Linked DNA regions of Mus musculus: region 2 is linked to region 1. A link is a contact called in public Hi-C data. All regions are on one chromosome and are shown on one strand. The core of a region is the stretch at or near the end of the contact, and the rest is flanking DNA. Distances in the headings are between cores, read along the strand shown. Region 1 holds the start of Slc2a8 (solute carrier family 2, (facilitated glucose transporter), member 8). Region 2 overlaps Garnl3 (GTPase activating RANGAP domain-like 3).

Evidence for each region. Hi-C and Micro-C count contacts between places; a contact is called where the count stands out from the background.
Region 2: a Hi-C map of the MNK3 cell line shows a contact between it and region 1, with 3 times the contacts expected there. The contact joins the enhancer-like site here to the promoter of Slc2a8 in region 1. A contact is called at or near these places in 3 of 484 Hi-C or Micro-C datasets (the MNK3 cell line, nephron progenitors and ventricular fibroblasts), 8 of 115 datasets of contacts at active chromatin or transcription factors (the 230-238 cell line, embryonic stem cells and microglia) and 2 of 9 other capture datasets (liver and pancreatic islet).

What each region holds. Positions count from the first base shown.
Region 1 is chr2:32,977,488-32,983,534 of GRCm38.p6, reverse strand. It overlaps Slc2a8 (solute carrier family 2, (facilitated glucose transporter), member 8), which reads left to right and starts at 1,452. Exons shown (of 10, transcript NM_019488.5): 1 at 1,452-1,577; 2 at 1,652-1,814; 3 at 1,968-2,174; 4 at 3,434-3,533. The coding sequence starts at 1,522.
Region 2 is chr2:33,087,461-33,093,611 of GRCm38.p6, reverse strand. All of the region lies in intron 2 of Garnl3 (GTPase activating RANGAP domain-like 3), which reads left to right. Among named protein-coding and RNA genes, the nearest start is that of Garnl3, 40 kb to the left of the region's middle. Within about 2 kb of position 2,836, at least 15 of the 459 cell types and tissues checked have an H3K27ac peak or open chromatin away from gene starts, as enhancers often do. A contact at or near this core is called in the MNK3 cell line and microglia, where this site is marked.

The DNA of each region.
Region 1 (6,047 bases), core at 203-2,702:
AAGGAGATCTGACTCCCTCTTCTGGAGTGTCTGAAGACAGCTGCAGTGTACTTACATATAATAAATAAATAAATCTTTAAAAAAAAAAAAAAGAATAGTCTTGTGATCAAAACTTCAAACTGCTGGTTGCTACAATTGGGTGGCTGCAGTAACGTAAAACCACTGTACAGACGGGATGGGCATTTTAAGGCTTAGCCTGCTCACAGCCCTCTAGAGATGAAGACACCCAGGCACAGAGAGGGACTAGGTGCCTCTCACTGGTTCTTTCTACATCTGTACGGATGAAGCTGCCACAAAGGTAGCGATTAAGCAGAGCAGTAGAGGCACACAATCACAGGGAGACTCGGGGCGGGAGGACAATAGAGATAATTACCATGATCGTGGGGTAACCAGGGAACAAGGGAATCACTAAGTTCCACTCTGTCCCACTTCTGGAATGGGGGACCTTGCCTGACAGGGTCCTCATCATCTCAGAATTCTAGACATTTGTAGCACTCATGATGAAGGTGAGCTGCTACCAGAAGCACCAGGTCAATGTCAGAAAGTCCAAGGATAGGAACAGGTGGCCCAAGAGAGTTTTCTTGGAGCCTTTTCACCCTGACGCTCTCTGAAGCAGAAGTCAAAGTTGGGGAGGAGCCTATTCCAGGGAACTGTGGGTAGTAAGGGTGGGAAGTCTTTCGGGAGCCAGTGTGATCCATCGCTGACCCACTACTACCCTCATTAGTGGAGGCTAGATTTAGAGACAATTCCATATAAAAATTAAAATAAAATAAAAGTAAAAATATAAAGGATGGCTCAATGCTTACGAACACTTGTTCCAGCAGAGGGCTCAAGCATGCACACACATGGCTCACAACAATCTCTAACTCCAGTTCCGTAGGATCTGATGATGCTTTCTGAATTCTACAAGCACCAGGAATGCATGGGACACACACACACACACACACACACACACGTGAACATGTAAACAACACTCATACAAATAAAGTTTAAATAAAAGCAAAAGAAACCACCAAAATAGGGGCAGCGAGATGACTCTGCTTGTAAGGTGTTTGCCCTCAAGCTTGACGACCTCCGTTCGATCCGGAGGATCCACTTGGTGGAAGGAAAACAAACTCAGGGAAGTTTACTTCGAACGTGCACAGGCACACTGTCACCTCTGTCCATCCCCCCCCCCCCCACTCCCTCCAGCCCCCAATAGATGATTAGAGGGAAAAACAAAAACAAAACACCCAAACAATCTTTCCATTCTCATTGGCAAGCTCAGACCTGATGGGCCACGCCTTCAGACTCACACCACACTCCAATTGGACAGTCGTGCCTGGGTCCCGGACACAGCTCCCTGCAAACCTTTACTTGGGTCGCTGGCGTAGTTCAGCTCCATTGAGCTTTGCAACCGGCTCTGTACTTCCATTGGCCAGCTCTGGTTGGGGGCCGGGTTCTAGCATCCCATTGGTCACTCCTGCAGCGGAGGCCGCGCTCGCCCGAGCGGCGACAGTTCGCGGGTCAGGTCCTGCTGACATGTCTCCCGAGGACCCCCAGGAGACGCAGCCGCTATTGCGGCCACCGGAAGCCAGGTGAGGACTCCCAGGGGCCGCGGTCACTCTCTCACGCCCGGCGACACCGCTCACGCCCCGCCTTGTACCCGTAGGACTCCCCGCGGCCGCCGGGTCTTCCTCGCTTCCTTCGCCGCCGCTCTGGGACCCCTCAGCTTCGGCTTCGCGCTCGGCTACAGCTCCCCCGCCATCCCCAGCCTGCGGCGCACCGCACCCCCGGCCCTGCGCCTCGGAGACAATGCGGCCTCCTGGTTCGGGGTGAGCCCTCTGGGGAGTCCTGGGTCCCCCACTCTCTGCCGCACCCCAGGATCCTCCTCATTCTCTTTCCTCTGAGACTAGGGGGCGTGGGGTGGAAGGATCGTGGGCCATGGCCCCTGGTGGCCTCCTCTTCAGCCCGTCCCGGGTCCCCAGGCCGTCGTGACCCTGGGCGCTGCTGCAGGGGGCATACTGGGCGGCTGGCTCCTGGACCGTGCAGGGCGCAAGCTGAGCCTCTTGCTCTGCACCGTGCCCTTCGTGACTGGCTTTGCTGTCATCACCGCGGCCCGGGATGTGTGGATGCTGCTCGGAGGCCGCCTCCTCACCGGCCTTGCCTGCGGAGTCGCCTCACTAGTGGCACCGGTGAGTGGTTTGAGCCTCCTAGATGACCTTTGCCAGGCAGGGGGCAGCCGGTCAGCAGCGAGGCAGTTCCTTACTGATCTTTTACTCTACTATGGTGGTGTCACTGTATGCTAGGCAGCGATAACGGGAATGCCCCTATTTTCTTGTTAACTGGGCAGTTCTACTCTGGTTTGTCCCTAGGATAGGCTGCAGGCTCCCTTCACTGCTTGCAGTGAAGGCTACATATACCTTGCAGCCCACACACCTGGACCACTTACCTGGACACAGGCTTCTCTCCCAGCCTCAGTGCCCCCCTGTAAAGTAAGGCCTAGTCCCGAGGTGGTTTCGGCCTTTGCACAGGAAACTGCTGGCCCGGGATAGTGTCTGAAAAGATTTAGACCCTAGCAACTGAGGGTCACCAGCAACCTGTGGCTACACACTTGGATGACCACCCATCCCTCCTTCACTTCCATGGCCTCCTGCTTATCCTCTTCATCTGTTGGAGGCGTGAAGGAGCTAGAGGAAAGGGAGACTGGGGACCTGTGGGTTGTTTTTGTTTTGTGTTTGTTTGTTTTTACTAGAGCATAAAGTATAGGATAATCTAGAAGTATGTATGGATAATGTCTAGTGACTCCTGAGATTAGAAGTGATGGCACCCCTGTTAGGACTGGGCTGAACAAGGACACATCAGACAGCAAGGGAGAAGTCTTTCGTTCTAACTCACATCTGTGCATATTAAATGTGTGCTGGGCTGGGCCTGGTGGCACATGCCTGTAATCCCAACACTTGAGGGTTAAATACATGAAGATCAGGAATTCAAGGTTTTCCTCAGCTCGGGAAGCTAGCCTAGGCTTCATGAAACTCTATCTCAATCAATCAATCAAGCAAGCAAGCAAGCAAGCAAACCAGGGTAGGAAAGCTCTGCACTCCTCTCTCAGTGCTCACACACATAATGGCAACCCATTACCCACAATCCTCTTTAAAACTCTGCGGGAAACCGGGTGGTGGTGGCGCACGCCTTTAATCCCAGCACTTGGGAGGCAGAGGCAGGCGGATTTCTGAGTTCCAGGCCAGCCTGGTCTACAGAGTGAGTTCCAGGACAGCCAGGGCTACACAGAGAAACCCTGTCTCGAAAAACCAAAAAAAAAAAAAAAAACAAACAAACAAACAAAAAAAAAAAATCTGCAGGAAATGGGGAGGGGCACTCTGCTGGCCTATAGCGTACAGTTAAACCTTTCCTTTCAAAGAGCCAAGTAAAATCTCACCTTAACCACCAATAGGTTTACATCTCGGAAATCGCCTACCCAGCTGTCCGAGGACTGCTCGGCTCCTGTGTGCAGCTGATGGTTGTCACTGGCATCCTCCTGGCCTATGTGGCAGGTAGATTTGTGTGCTTTCTTTGATCCCTGTTAGAGGCTATGCGGTCACTCTGGAAACTGAGGTTCACAGAGGACAAGAGTTTGCCTGGTGCTGCTGGTCAGGGTGCCAGGTTCTCGGTCACACAGCTTGGAGGGCTGGGGGGAGGGGCCTGGTAACCCGGTGCCAGGAAGAACTAGAGCAGGTGGTTTCTCTGTCCCAGAATCCCACCGCGCTGTGGAGGGAGTCAGGGGGTTCCAGTGCAAGGAAGGGTGGGATATAGGGAAACACTTTAGCTCAGTCACTTGGGGAGCTGGAGTTTCTGCATGCTGGCACTGAGTTCTCAGGAGAATGTCACATAAAGGAGGCTGCTCCCCAAAGATGAGGGGCAGAGCTGGTGGCCTGGGGAGGCTTTAGAAATTACCTCCTTGTAATATTTATTCTTTTAAACTTAACAAACATTTATACCAATAAAGACATGGGAGGTGTTAACTGAGACCTGTGAGCTCAATGAGGTGATTTTATTTTCTCAACTATGTACAAAATGTCGAGTTATAAGCCTACAACTAAACTGCTCGCTCTTTAGAAATCCCTTAGCTTCTCCTTCCTAGAATACTGATTTACCTGTGTCCTGCCACTGCTTCTCTGTGGCTCTTGCAAGCCCAAAGAGGGGATCTCTGTCTCTGTCTCTCTCTCTCTTTTTTTTTCTTTTTTGGTTTTTCGAGACAGGGTTTCTCTGTGTAGCCCTGGCTGTCCTGGAACTCAGAAATCCACCTGCCTCTGCCTCCCAAGTGCTGGGATTAAAGGCGTGCGCCACCACGCCCGGCAGGATCTCTGTCTCTTATCTGGAGCTCTTCCCATGAAGTTCTTCCAAGCCAAAAGAAAGAGTGAGAGCCAGTGAGAGAGATTGTTCTCAGAGGTCCAGGTCCTCCCTGTCCCCTTGGCAGGCCGAGCCACATCTCCTTCACAGCTAAGCCCAGCCAGTAGGGGTTGTACTATTTTGCCTTGTAAAATATGGGGGGAGGTATCCCAGGCTATCCAGCTGACCCGCTTTACAGAGCAAAGGCCTCACGACTTCTCCCAAGCCACTTATCTTAAAATAGGAAGGATCTTTCCACTCTTTAGCATTCTTATCTATGGAGGCTTTGAGAGACACACCCTAACTGCATCTCTTCTGGACATATCCAGTGCATCTGACAAACTAAGCATTTTATAATTTTGCTAACAAGTGGGTTTTTATGTACAATAAACTAATATCCTGTAATATCTCACTAGGCGTGGAGCCTTCAGACCTGACACATGGCCACCTGCTGGGTTTCACTGCCCCTCCCCCCAGCTTCATTCTCACCCCCACATCTCCAGAGCTGTTAGGACCAGGTGATTAGTAGCGTATGAAAAGTGCCTGCTAACGCATCCCCAGTGAGAACTGGGGTCGGGGCACTGACAGGCTTCACCTAGTTTGCGGTGCGCACACTGGCTCTTCCCGGTGGACCTTACACAGGTCCCGGTCTTTCATTTTTAACTCCCTTATTGTCCTGGCTCTTCAGTGTCTTGCCAGCAGCTTGGCTGCCTTGGGAGCCCTCTAGGGGACTAGAGCCCCTACTATGAACAGATGTTGTCATCGTCCTGTGGAGATAGTCGGTGTCTATCAACCACAGTGTTAACTCCAGTGTGGCTTCATACTGCCTTGCATTGATCCTATGGTGTCCTTTTGACCCACTGCTATGAGTTAGCTGTGACAGCAGAAAGTGACACGGTGGGAACAGTAGTGCCTCAGTCACTAGACTTTGTGGGGCCAGCTATAAGCTCCTTACTGCTGAAGTGAACAGATGCTCACAGGCTGACCTCTGACCTCCCCATGAGTGCTGTACCCTGAATGCCCATGCACCCACACTCTGTTCTAGCTACTTTTCTATTGCTGTGGCAAGACACCATGACCAAAGGCCATCTATATATAAATGTAAACATTTAATTTGGGGCTTGTAGTTCCAGAGGATCCATCACCTCTGGATCCCCATAATGGGAGCATGGCCGCAGGCAGGTAGGCGTGGTGATGGAGCAGTAGCCGAGGGCTCACATCTCACTCCACAGACAGTAGGCTGAGATCTAACTGGGAATGGCAAGGACTTTCCCCCGCCCCTTGCCCCGTGGAATGCCCAAACCATTCCACCAACTGGGGACCAGGTTCTCAAACATGAGCATGTGGGGGCCCTTCTCGTTCAAAAGATAGTTGAATAAAAGATAAAATTATGATACAAGTATAACATAAGGTTTGGGAAATCGTTGAGCAAATAGAAGAGCTTTCTGCCCAAGCACGAGGACCTGAGTTCAAATCCTAGAACCCACATAAAAGACTAAGTGTAGTCGTGAGTTCCTGTAACTCCAGCACCATGGCCAGTAAGAAACAGGATGATGCTGGCACCTTCTGATCACTAGCTTAGCTCCAGATTCATTGGAACACCCCAATCTAGGGAATAAGGCAGACAGCGATAGCACACCCAGTGGATGCCCTCTGGCTTCCATGCTCATGCATGGGTG
Region 2 (6,151 bases), core at 1,587-4,086, 110 kb before region 1:
CCAAAAGACCTCCCTCCGGTCTCGACCTCTTGTAAGCCAACATTGTCATTGAAAAGTTGGGTCTGCTAGTGGCAGGCACTTGGAAAGCATCTTTGGAAGTCCTATGGGCTGTAGACTTTGAGCATGTGTGTGTGTGAGTGTGTGTGTGTGTGTGTGTGTGTGTGTGTGTGGTATGTATGTGCACGTGGGTGTGGATGCCCAATATAAGATGTCTTCCTCTGATGGTGGTGGTTGTCTTTTTTTTTTTTTAAGGCAGGGTCTCTCACTAAACCTGGCTGGCCAGTGAGCTCTGGGAATCCACCTGTCTCTATCCTTGCAGTGCTGGGTTACAGATGTGTGCCTCTGTGCTAGGTTTTCATGTGGGTGAACGTAAGTTCTGTTGTGCAGCAAGCACTTTACCCACTCAGCATGTGCCCTCCAGTATCAGATGCAGGGCTTTGGTTTGTTTCTTTTGTTGTTTTGTTGGTGATGATGATCTTTTTTTGAGACAGGGTCTTACTGTGTAACCTTGTCTGGCCTAGACCTTGCTATGTAGACCAGGCTGCCCTCAGACTCACAGAGCTCCTCTGTCTCCCAAGTGCTGGGGTTAATAGTGTGCACCACCACTGACTTAGATACAGTTTTCCTTCATTTTTATTTGTGTGTGTATGAGAGAGACAGAGACAGAGAGACACACAGAGACACACACACAGAGACACAAAGAGAGACATACACAGAGAGACAGACTCCTGGTCTTGAATTATTGAATTCCAGCATTCTGCTTGCCCAGCCTACCAGGAAGCTAGAGCTATGGGCAGGTCCCACTGTACCCAATAGTTTAAACTGTTTTGTCGTATAATCAAATTTGTACTCAGTTGTGAGAACTAACACAGAGAATGCTGTTGGAGACATCTTGCATGACTACGGAATACAGCATCATATAGCATCTCAGGCAGGAAACAGAGATGGGATCCACTGGTCTTAAGTCGCCCCAGTTCCACATGCAGTTTGATCTCATGGGCAAATGACTGTGTCCAGCACCACAGAGAAGAAGCAGGATAGTTCCATCCCTAGGGTGGGGCTGTCATAACCAGAACCCTGCCATTTCAAGGATGCTAAGTAAACCAGGAGTGGGGTTATATACCTATAAAACCAGAACTCTGTAGTGGAGACAGGAGAATCAAGAGTTCAGTGTTTTCCTTAGCTACATAGTGAGTTCAAGATATATGAGGCACTGTAACAAACAAAGAAAAATGTTATATAAGTAGAATTGTATTGAGTGAAACCTTTGGGAGTGGCTAAATCCACTCACCACAGCTCCCCTAAAGAGTCATCCACATTGTTGTGCATAGTGGTTTTAGTCAGTTACTTGGTAAGTAGTATTCCAAGGTTGGATATGTTGCCGTTTGTTTTATTCTTTGCCCCTAGGAAAACATCTGGATTGTTTCTAGTTTGAGGCTATTATTAATAAGCATAAACTGAATGTGTTTCAGACAGGTTTTTGTGGGTGTAATATTTTCGTTCTTCTGGAATAAATGCCCCATGGTGTAATTGCAGGATCGTATGGTAACTGTGTAGTTTAATCAGAAATGGCCTCTCTGCAATGAGCAAGTGTGGAAGCTTCTTCACACCTTCTGCATTATTTGTGGTGGTCATCGCTTTTCATTCCAGAGAAGCAGTTTTAGACTGGTAGAGATTGTTAGTGAAGAGAACTGTGCAGTGATTTATCACAGGACTCTTTATGCTAAGGAACCATGTAGGCTCTGGGTATATGGCCTTCCTCAAAACTTAGTGGATACATAAATATTATGTGAAGAATGTATTTCAAAGTGTTTAAAGAAAAAAAAAAAGAGGACTAGCAGACTGGGGAGATGGCTCAGCAGTTAAGAGCATAGTCTGCTCTTCTAGAGGACCAGAGTTCAATTCCCAGCACCCACCTGGCAACTCACGATTATCTATAACTTGAGTCCAGAGGACCCCATGCCGTCTTCTAACCTCTTAGGGAATGCACACATGTGATACACATACATGTATGTGTAAAAACACCCAAGCACGTTAAAGATAAAAATTAAATAATCAAAGGGCCCTGATTTGGGGGATGCATTCACTCCAGAAACCTCCCTCCTTGGTTCCTACTTCCTGATTTCCTCCATGCCTTCACTAGAAGTCTTATATGTCATCATTAGAATTAATGTACAATCACATCTCTGCTTTTCTGTCTCTTGATATATTTTAGAAAGCAAGACAACTGGTCTCTTGTATACCATGCTATTTTGGTACCTGTTGTTAGGAAACCCTGGATTCCTTCCAAGCCTCAGTCTGTAGTCTGGCACCATTAAAAAGTTGATTTGGCCTTCAGTGGGGGATCCTTTCCATCTGTGTCCTGCTGTGTGCTTGTCAGGGGGCTAAGGCCTGTGTTGGCACTCACATTGAACTCTCCTACTGGAGAACTTAAGAAAACTGCATGGTGTTTCTCACAAAGTCTCTTCACTGACCAGAGAGAGCATTTATTGATGCTGTTGGTTTTAAACATTAACTGGGTCTGAGACCCAATGGGAGCCTGGCCGCATGGGTCTGGCCAGTTGAGAGGGGTGGCACCGATCTCAGGGCCAGCGGGGTGGGAACCACCTGTCTCCCCTTGTCTTCTTACTCAGTCTTAGCAGCTCTTGACTCGGCAGAGGACCTGCTCCTGCTTTCCAGGAATCAGACTTACATAATAGCAGCTGCTCTAGCCTGTGTGTAGAGCGGAAGGCTTTGATTCCATCCCAGGCCATATGTAGAGACTTAGCATGGAGGTCCTCCACACTGTTCGAGCTTCCAAAGTGAGAGCCAGCATCCTTCCACACCACTTTTCAGAAACAGAAGGCTTTCTATTTAGAGCCTGGACAGCACGGTACATAGGGAGTTGGAAGTTTCCTGCTTCCTGTCTGCACCTGCCTCGCTCTGGTGGCCCACTGCACCAGCCTCACTTGTCTTTTCTCCTGTCATGGCAGCAGTAGGTCTGGAGTAGTTTCTAACTGAAGTACCCTGCTAGGCCAACACTCTTAAGGAGAAGATGGGTGCCAGCATTGGTACGTGCCCTCAGTCTGGTCCCAGGAAGCCCACTGCTTGGACCAGGCTCTCTCTTGCTGATACATGAGGGAAGAAGGAGTTTATTTAAAAGTCTTTTTAAAGGTTAATTATTTATGGCAAATTCCTCTTCTTGGCTCTCTCTAAAAACCTGAGAGAAACTGAGATTAATAATTGAGGCAATAATAATAGCAAACACTCAGATGAGCTTTCATAGTGTAACTTAGCATATTGGCTGCTTTTCCTTATGGATTCTTTGTAATTCTCTTAAATGGAATATCTTTACCCACAATTCAAAGATGAGGGAACTGATGTCCAGAGAGGCTAGGAGCCCAGGGCTGTGGCTGCAGCAGTGCTTGGAGGGAAAACACCCACTTCCTCCCATCGACAGGAGCCTAGGCCTGGTACTTCTTTTTTTTTTTTTTTTTTTTTTTTTTGAGACAGGGTTTCTCTGTGTAGCCCTGGCTGTCCTGGAACTCACTCTGTAGACCAGGCTGGCCTCAAACTCAGAAATCTGCCTGCCTCTGCCTCCCAAGTGCTGGGATTAAAGGTGTGCGTCACCACTTCCCCGGGTGGCTTGGTGCTTCCTTGTGGATATACTATAGCATGGTTGCCAGGTTTTCCAGGGATTCCAGAAGCACCGAGAGATTAATTTTTCAAAGTATCACCTGTGACCACCTGCAGTGGAACCTCCAGGCTGCTTGCTTGGCTGGCAGATGGGCTGAACACGATTCTCTGTGTTCAGAGACCTGGTCTCTGGGACTAGGACCAGGAAATCTGCATTGTTACAGAGCTCTCCAGGGGAATCAGAGTGAGTGTTTTATGGGAATTAAGGCCCTGAAACCAACTGTAGGGATTCATGAGACCACTACAGGGGATGGCAGTGTGGTTTTTGTTTGTTTTCTTTTGAGAGCCATTTAGTAAAGAACTTGAGCTTTATAAGCCATCAGGGTTTCTGTTGGAACTACTCAAGTCCACTGTTGAAATGCCAAAGCAGATGGACAGTCCATAATCTGTAGGTGTGGCTGTGTTCCAAGAAAACTGCTTTCAAAGCAGACAGTGGATTGCTGTCCTGATGTAGAGTCATCCTGGTCTGGGCTTCTTCTGCGTCCCCTCTACAGAAGTTACATTACACCTCTTGCTGACTACAGAGCTTACTCATGGTAGGAACTGGGTATGAATCCTATTGCTTAGGTTGTAGTGGGGCATTCAAAGCAGCTATGTAAGAAAGCCTCTCCTCTCCAAGGCATTCAGCATGAAACGTTACTTATTATGGTGAGCCTAATGGTATAGGCCTGTTATCCAGATATTTTGGAAGCTGAGGGAGGAGGATCCAAGTTCAAAACCAGCCTCCGTAACTTAGAAAAGTGCTGCTTTCTATTCCAAAATAGAGTTATATTGCATGCTAGGGATATAGCTCAGTGGTAGAGCACTGTACTTCTATCTTTACTTAAATCCATTGTTCTAGCTTGCCTTTCTGTAGCTAAGGGGGGAAAAAAAACCACTAAAACCACAAGCAAATTAAGGGAGGAAAGGGCTTATTTCAGCTTACAATTCCAGGTGATGGTCTATGGTTGAGGGAAGTCAATACAGGAACTCAAACAGATCAGGAACTTGAAGCAGAAATAGAGGAGTGCCGCTTGCTAGCTTGCTAACTTGCTCATGGCTGACCCTCAGCTAGCTGGCTTATACAGCCCAGGCTTCCTATGGGTGGTGCCTCCTGGTCTACCTTCTAGATTACTGTAGATCTCACTTTTGCCAAATATTTTGCTGTGTGTAAGGCAGATCACTGCCTTTCTAGCCCCCAAGATTAGATTCTTATTTCTGTCTGTCCCCTTAATCTGGGCCACATAGTGCATGATTGTGGTTATAGCACCCAACATAAGACACTTTGGTAAATGTGCCTTTCATTCCACTTCTGATGCCATCCATACAGGCACATGGAATCCTAGATTCTTTATCTTGAAGTTCTTCCCTACTGCAGGCCTTAAGAGTCTCCTGTCCCACTATTCCAGGGAGGCTACTGCACACTGCTTCTTCCAGGGCATGGGTCTTCAAGCAGTGTATGCCACTTCTGTCCTTTCCTGTCTTGACCAGAGCTAGATCACATGGTCTCATCACAAGAAAAAGCAAATGTAGTCCAACAGTGAGTCCAGAAAAGGAAGTAGGTTTGTGAATCTAGTACACACAGCAATGTCTACCTTGTAGGCCAGGCCTTCTTAAATGGAGAGACTGAAAAGACCAATCAGCAAGAAAGGCACCAGGCAACCTGTCCTAGTACATATAGGGAATGCTGTCAGGCACTAGGTAGGAAGATCTGTCTGATGTGTATATACATCATGAATGCATGCTTATTGCATATCCACCTTGGGCCAGGCAGTAGGTGGAACAATGCAGGTTCTTTGTAGAGCTTTGGATGACCACTGCTACTGGGAACCCTTGTATGGACACCGGGGGAGGGAGGGATTTTTGACATAGATACTTTGATGCCTCTTACAGTGCATGATCTGTGCCTAGGCCTGGTTCTTACCATGAGCAAGCTCATGCAGGTGGAACGTGATTAGAGGGAGGGAAGGGTAGCAGAGAGCAGGCGTTCTATAGCTGTGGCTTCCTTGGTTGTTTTCATGGGACGCTGTTGCCCCTCTAAGAGACATCTAGGGAAGGTAGATAGTCTAGGGTGACATAGAATGGGACTGAGAGCTGTCATCTTTGCCATGTTTGCTGTTTACAAAGATAAGGAGCTGGCCCCATGTCTAGAACCCCTTGAGTGATCCTGAAGATGGCCCAGGGAGAGGCTCAGGACCCCTATCTCTGCTTTCTTCGTGTTAGGAGTTGTTGAGTCTCACCTGCTGCTGAGGTTGATTCCATCATGGTCCTAACTGAAACCACAGCTGGGGCTGCAGTCTGGGCAGAGCATTTGTTCTGCCTGGACTTTGCTGTGCAGAGACCCACATCTCAAGAACATCTGCTGTCCCCTGGTGACCCAGCCTTACAGGAAAGGACCTCGGAACCAAAATGCAGGACAACAACAGTGCCTCCAAGGGTGTTTTCTGACCAGAGAGGCCAGACTAGAATAGACCACAGAGTACAGTTGTGTTAGTCT